2 separate regions of the Pan troglodytes genome follow, and region 2 is linked to region 1. Evidence: chromatin contacts called from public Hi-C data. All regions are on one chromosome and are shown on one strand. Each heading gives the region's core, a stretch centred on a gene start, on an enhancer-like site or on the middle of the called end of the contact. The rest is flanking DNA. Distances are from core to core; before and after follow the strand shown. Region 1 overlaps ADHFE1 (alcohol dehydrogenase iron containing 1). Region 2 holds the start of CSPP1 (centrosome and spindle pole associated protein 1).

What was found. A called contact is a pair of places that touch in the nucleus more often than the background predicts.
Region 2: a contact with region 1 is called in a Hi-C map of stem cell-derived neural progenitor cells, with 2.9 times the contacts expected there. The contact joins the promoter of CSPP1 here to the enhancer-like site in region 1. A contact is called at or near these places in 1 of 7 Hi-C or Micro-C datasets (stem cell-derived neural progenitor cells) and 1 of 1 datasets of contacts at active chromatin or transcription factors (stem cell-derived excitatory neurons).

What each region holds. Positions count from the first base shown.
Region 1 is chr7:75,094,377-75,097,363 of NHGRI_mPanTro3-v2.0_pri, forward strand. It overlaps ADHFE1 (alcohol dehydrogenase iron containing 1), which reads left to right. Exons shown (of 13, transcript XR_010159258.1): 4 at 193-246; 5 at 421-575; 6 at 1,032-1,228. Among named protein-coding and RNA genes, the nearest start is that of ADHFE1, 13 kb to the left of the region's middle. Within about 2 kb of position 1,680, at least 9 of the 24 cell types and tissues checked have an H3K27ac peak or open chromatin away from gene starts, as enhancers often do. A contact at or near this core is called in stem cell-derived neural progenitor cells, where this site is marked.
Region 2 is chr7:75,719,761-75,722,951 of NHGRI_mPanTro3-v2.0_pri, forward strand. CSPP1 (centrosome and spindle pole associated protein 1) reads left to right here and starts at 1,537. Exons shown (of 33, transcript XR_010159269.1): 1 at 1,537-1,667. COPS5 (COP9 signalosome subunit 5) reads right to left here and starts at 2,116. Exons shown (of 9, transcript XM_063816381.1): 1 at 1,503-2,116.

The sequences.
Region 1 (2,987 bases), core at 430-2,929:
TGAAGTTTGCTTAAGGAAGTGTGGTGCGTCCACACTTCTTTAAGTGAGACCAGGTGGGAGATGACCTGAAAGACCATGCTAAGGAGTGTATACTTTATGCACTAGGCAACAAGAAACCATTTCAGGTTTTTAGAAATGGACTGGCCAACTCTCAAATACTCCTTACACCTAAACCTTTTTATTTTTTTTCAGATGGCTGTTTCAAATATTAGATATGGAGCAGGAGTTACAAAGGAAGTGGGAATGGCAAGTATTCAAGATGTCTACGGTCTCCTACTGTAAATGTTACATATCTCACAAGACACATGCTAAATGACAACAATCACATCCTCTATTTTTAAAAATGTACAATGTGAGTTTGCCAGAAGAGTCTATTGCAGTTCTAGTGGAGTTGAACCTAACTTATAGGTTTTCTTGTAGGACCTAAAAAACATGGGTGCTAAAAATGTGTGCTTGATGACAGACAAGAACCTCTCCAAGCTCCCTCCTGTGCAAGTAGCTATGGATTCCCTAGTGAAGAATGGCATCCCCTTTACGGTTTATGATAATGTGAGAGTGGAACCAACGGATGCAAGGTATTCTTGTATTGTTGTTATTGTTTCTTTACTTTAAGCAGAAGCTAACTGTTGATTAAAACTTGCCCCCAACCAGGTGTGGTGGCTCACGCCTGTAATCCCAGCACTTTGGGAGGCTGAGGCAGGCAGATTGCTTGAGGTCAGGAGTTCGAGACCAGTATGGCCAACATGGTGAAACACTGTCTCTACTAAAAATACAAAAATTAGCCAGTCATGGTGGCAGGCACCTGTAATCCCAGCTACTCGGGAAGCTGAGGTGGGAGAATCACTTGAACCCAGGAGGCATAGGTTGCAGTGAGTCGAGATCGTGCTACTGCACTGCAGCCTGGGCAACAGAATGAGACTCCGTCTCAAAAAAAAAAAAACCCACAAAACTTACCCCAAGCCTTAGTTAATGGCATGGCAATTTATTTCTGAAAAATATAACATACTGGTTTTTATTTTCTCTTCTCCAAGCTTCATGGAAGCTATTGAGTTTGCCCAAAAGGGAGCTTTTGATGCCTATGTTGCTGTCGGTGGTGGCTCTACCATGGACACCTGTAAGGCTGCTAATCTGTATGCATCCAGCCCTCATTCTGATTTCCTAGATTATGTCAGTGCCCCCATTGGCAAGGGAAAGCCTGTGTCTGTGCCTCTTAAGCCTCTGATTGCAGGTAAAGACTGTTTATTTCTTTGTTTGTTTTATTTTGCAATTAGCAATAGATCTTAAGAAAGATGCAAGCCAGTCCTTTTAACATACACATTTCGAAAGCTTTCTGGTTTGTTCATTTCAAATCAATGCCTTGTTTGGAGAACAATCATTCATTTTAAAATTCTGATCTTCATTATTGTATAGATAAAGACAATTGGGGTCAGTGGAAGGAAAGTTTGCAGATTTAAGCTATGGGGTCACCATGTGGAAAAGGGGGAAGGTCATCACTGACATATGATGAGATCCCTCTGTCAGCAGCTTTGTCCTTTAAACTGCTCTCTGTTTTGTCCCATTTTGCCAGCCACTGTCGAATTTAAGGAGAACATTAGCTGTTATTTTTCTGGTGTTGACTCAACCCTTTCTTCTACATAATGGCTCTTCAGCTGACCTCAGGCTTTGTCTCTTCCCTGGGACATGTGGCCAGCATGGCCCATCACGCTGGGTGACATCTGCTCTGTGGCTACCCAGGGCACAGACGTACAAATCCAAATCAGAATAGCTCATTTGTTCCACAGGGGACCTTGAGATTTTCTAGTCTTTTCTTCTCTGCCATTTTTATGGCTGCTAGCATATTACTATTTAAAGTTTTATAGCTAACATGCACTAACTGGTAACTGGGACATATCCTCAGTTTAAAGTTTTGCCCTTTCTTCTCCCCTCTCCTGCCCTATTGTGAAGAGGCCTTGTGATGGGATGTGAGTAAGTCGATGGCAGATGAACTGCTGTGTTGTGAATGAGGGATCAGCAGGGAGCAGCATAATTGGTGTCTGGCAAATGGAACCCTCTGGTGAAACTGTGTCAGCGTCACACAGAGGGGTGATTAGTAAAGTTTAGAAACTTGACAGAACCACAAAACCACGGAGCCCAGCAAAGGCAGAGCGTCACTGTGCTTGCTGCCAAGAGGGAATAAAGATGTCTTTTAGAGACAGCAAATATGAGTTTTGTTACCAGAGGTGCTGGGCAGCCTGCATTGACCCAGCTGCAGCTGCTTAAGCTCTGGCCCCCAAGGAGCCTGAGGTTCCCAGAGCTCACTGCTATTAATACAGCACAGTCATCACACACGTGCATGATTAACATATATACATGTTAACAAAGACACAGAAGTCATACATGCATGTTAACACAGGTACAGAGATCACATGCACATTAAACACACATGCATGTTAATACAGACAGACACCATACATATTAACACTCATATTTATGCAGAAGCAGGCAATATGCATATTAAATGTGACCATGTTAATGCAGACACATACAGGCATATTAAACACACATGCATGCTAAACATGCATGTATGTTAATGCAGACATGGACATCATACATGCATGCTAACACAGATACAGAGGTCACACATACATATTAAATATACATACACATTAATACAGACACAGACATTATGCATATTAAACAACATAAACATTCATCCAGCAGTCATGATACATGTCAAACATGCAAGTGCATTAATGCAGGCATAGACATCAATGTACATGCTAAACATACATGCATGCCAATATAGATACAGACCTCATGCATGCCTGTTAATGCAGATACAGACATCATACACATTGGACTTACATTCATGATAACACAGACACTGACATCCTCCGTGTTAGATTACATACATATTAATGCAGACATAGACATCATACATGTTAGGCTTCCATACATGTTAATTCATATATATCATGCAAACAAGAGGGTCAGCAAAGTTTCCTTCT
Region 2 (3,191 bases), core at 287-2,786, 630 kb after region 1:
ATCTTTGGCACTCCTGTGAACCGCATTTGTTCCCAAAGCGTAATTAATCTCGGCAACTGGTTTGTTTTCTTCCTACAGTTAATACAATGTTTAATTTTTTAAATTAGTTCACGTGTTTTAGGTTTTCTTTTTTCTCCATCTCATTGTTCCATCCGTGCAAGATTTTAAGTTTCAAGACACAGGGAGCAGGTCTGCGTTCCTTGTTTTATCTCCTAGCACCTAGCATAGGTGTTCAAGATTTTTTTTTCTTTTCTTTCCTGAAAAGATAGCATCACAGGCCAGGCGCGGTGGCTCACGCCTGTAATCCCAGCACTTTGGGCTGCCGAGGCGGGCGGATCACTTGAGGTCGGGAGTTCAAGACCAGCCTGGCCAACATGGTGAAACCCCGTCTCTACTAAAAAAATACAAAAAAAATTAGCCGGGCGTGATGATGTGCGCCTGTAGTCCCGGCTACTCATGAGGCTGAGGCAGGAGAATCGTTTGAACCCAGGAGGCGGAAGTTGCAATGATCCGAGATTGCGCCACTCCAGCCTGTTAGACAGAGCCAGTCTCAAAAAAAAAAAAAAAAAAAAAAAAAAAGAAAGAAAGAAAGAAAAAAGAAAAGATAGCACCACAGCTGTTAACAACCTGGCCCCTATGCACCTCTTCCAGCTTCATCTCTTTTTAGTCCCCCCTTGAAACTTTTCATTCTAGCAATGCAGATATCTTTACTTTGGCTTTGCATATGTGGTCAGCATTGCTTGAAACGCTCTTTCGTAAATTTTCTGCCTGGGGACTCCTATTAATCTTTAAAAATGCAGTCCAGTGAGATCGACCACGAACTCTTTCTTGACACTCCAATTACCATTCCTTCCATTATGTCTGTAAGTCTCCGTAGGTGCTTCTATAACTGTTACAATGCGGTGTAATAATCAGTTAAGACAAAAACATTAGAATTATTGAATCCACACCACAGCTTGCTGTTTTGGCACTGACTTTCCGTTGAAGAAAATTTCCTTTAAAACCATCTTACAAAGAAATTTAGGGTAAAATAGTACATTAATACCTACCCTTAGTTCCACTCTCCTGGGAAACTAGAGGTCTCTTTTCTAGTGGTAGCATATGGCCATATGCGATTGTATTGGGGTGAACTGAATAATATGTTGAAAATGGTAATGAAAGCCCAGGACCCAATGTTGACCACACTCCTGGGCTAGGAGTAATGCCCTGAGAGGTATGCCAACACTTTTCCTCTCACTACCACCCCTCCCCATTTTTCTTTCCAGGCTCTTACACTGTTCCCAAGCTGGCTGGTGCATGGGAGGTTGGAGAGGCTGGAATAGATTTAGCCTGAGAAGTGGCCCCCACAGTTTAATAGCCCCTGGGCACAGCAGGAGAACGAGTTGACCAAGTCCCCGGCCAGCGTACTGGCGAACCAAGAGCAGCGGGCAGCTATGCGGCCTCCAGGACAGCAGGGGGCGATGTCTTGCCGCGCGGCCGCCTGCAGTGGGGCGGGGCCGTACCCGGCGGTTGGCGAAGGGCGAGCGGAGGGCTGGGCCTGAGGGGCGGAGCCCCGGCCGGAGGTCTGTCATGCTGTTCCCGCGCCAGGTGGCCGCTGTAACCTCTTCGGTCCGCGACGATCCTCTAGAGCACTGTGTGTCTCCCCGGACGCGAGCCCACTCCCCTGAGTAAGAGTCAGCCAGCCGCGGATGGGGAGCGTGAGCGGCGGGGTGTGGCCTGGGGTGGTGTAGGTTGAGGGTGGAGGGTCCTGGGGCTGCATTCGCTGCCCCGGAGCGGGGGCAGGGGCAGTGGCTCCCTCGGGGCGTAGGTCTCGAGGCAACTAGGCCGGCGACGTGCCAGAGTTACAGGCTCTGGAATCTGGGGGTGGGGGTGGGGGGTTTCTTGTCGGCAGGGGGTCTCGTGGCGGCTGGGTGCGGTGGGGGAGGTGCCTGAGTTAAGGGTGTGGAGAGTTGGGATTTCGCCGCCATGAGGCCGGCATCGGTGACTACGAGTTATGAGGGTTGGGGGCGGGAGTTCTGTGAGCAGGGGTCTTGCAGCTGCCGGGCTCGGGGAGGTGCCCTGGTTACACGGTCCGGATTCCTGGGCCACTGCGGTCGCTGCTGCCCGCGGTGTTGTTGATAGCTGGTTGCCTGACGACGCTTCCTAGTCAGCCACCTCCAGGGCCCGGGGGCGAGCGGTTCCTTGGTTCCCATGCGCCTTCTCTCCCCAACGGCCAGGCCTCCCCTGCTCCGTCAAGCCTCCCCGAGCGCCTTTCTTGCCCCTCGGTGCTTGTTATTGTTAACGTGGGAGCGCTTGTGCGCACTGCTTTGCTAGTAAAACTTATTTAATCTTCACCGTAGCTCGTACCGTTGTGACCGTATTTCCCCCCGTGATTGCCCGACTGCTTGAGCTTGAACCTCTTGTTTCTAACTGCCTTGATTTTAGGAATCTTATGTGGGACTCGAATCCAGTTGTCAGTACATGTTATTAATGGGACTCATCTTTTGAGAGAGGCTAGCTCTCAAGATTGTAGGATTAAGACGCTTAACTAGGATTGCGGGGAAGACTAAATTCTGAAGTAAACCATCACCTACTTTCCAAACACCTTGGAAAATGCAGAGGCTTAAAAGCAACCGATAGGAATTTATAAAAAGCCTAAATTAGGCTTTATTCTGTGTGAAGGAATGACTTGTAATGTTGACAAGCTCCATGGAAGCTATTGAGGTATTTTCTTTTCTCCATATCATTCTTCTCCCTAGGAGGTCGCTAGCTTTCTGGTGATTAAATGTCTGCTGAAATGCTCCACAAGGATCAAGTTTTTTTTGTTTGTTTGTTTTGTTTTGTTTTTGGAGACAGGGTCTCGCTCTGTTGTACAGGCTGGAGTGCAGTGGCATTAGTAGAGAAGGGGGTTTCACCTTGTTGGCCAGGCTGGTCTCGAACTCCTGACCTCAAGTGATCCGTTTGCCTCGGCTTCCCAAAGTGCTGGAATTACGGCCCTGAGCCATTGTGCCCGTTCAAGTTTGGGTCTTCTGCCAGATGGCCGCCTGGGAGGGAGTGGGTGAGTTTAGACAGAGTAAATTGAAACAGGCTACTTTCGGTACAGTTTTTCTCAAATGAAGCTTTCAGACAAATATGATTTCACTGTTACACATTTGAGCAGATTTCAGATTATCCTTTTAACATCATTCTGACTTAGGTTCTGATGTACTTTC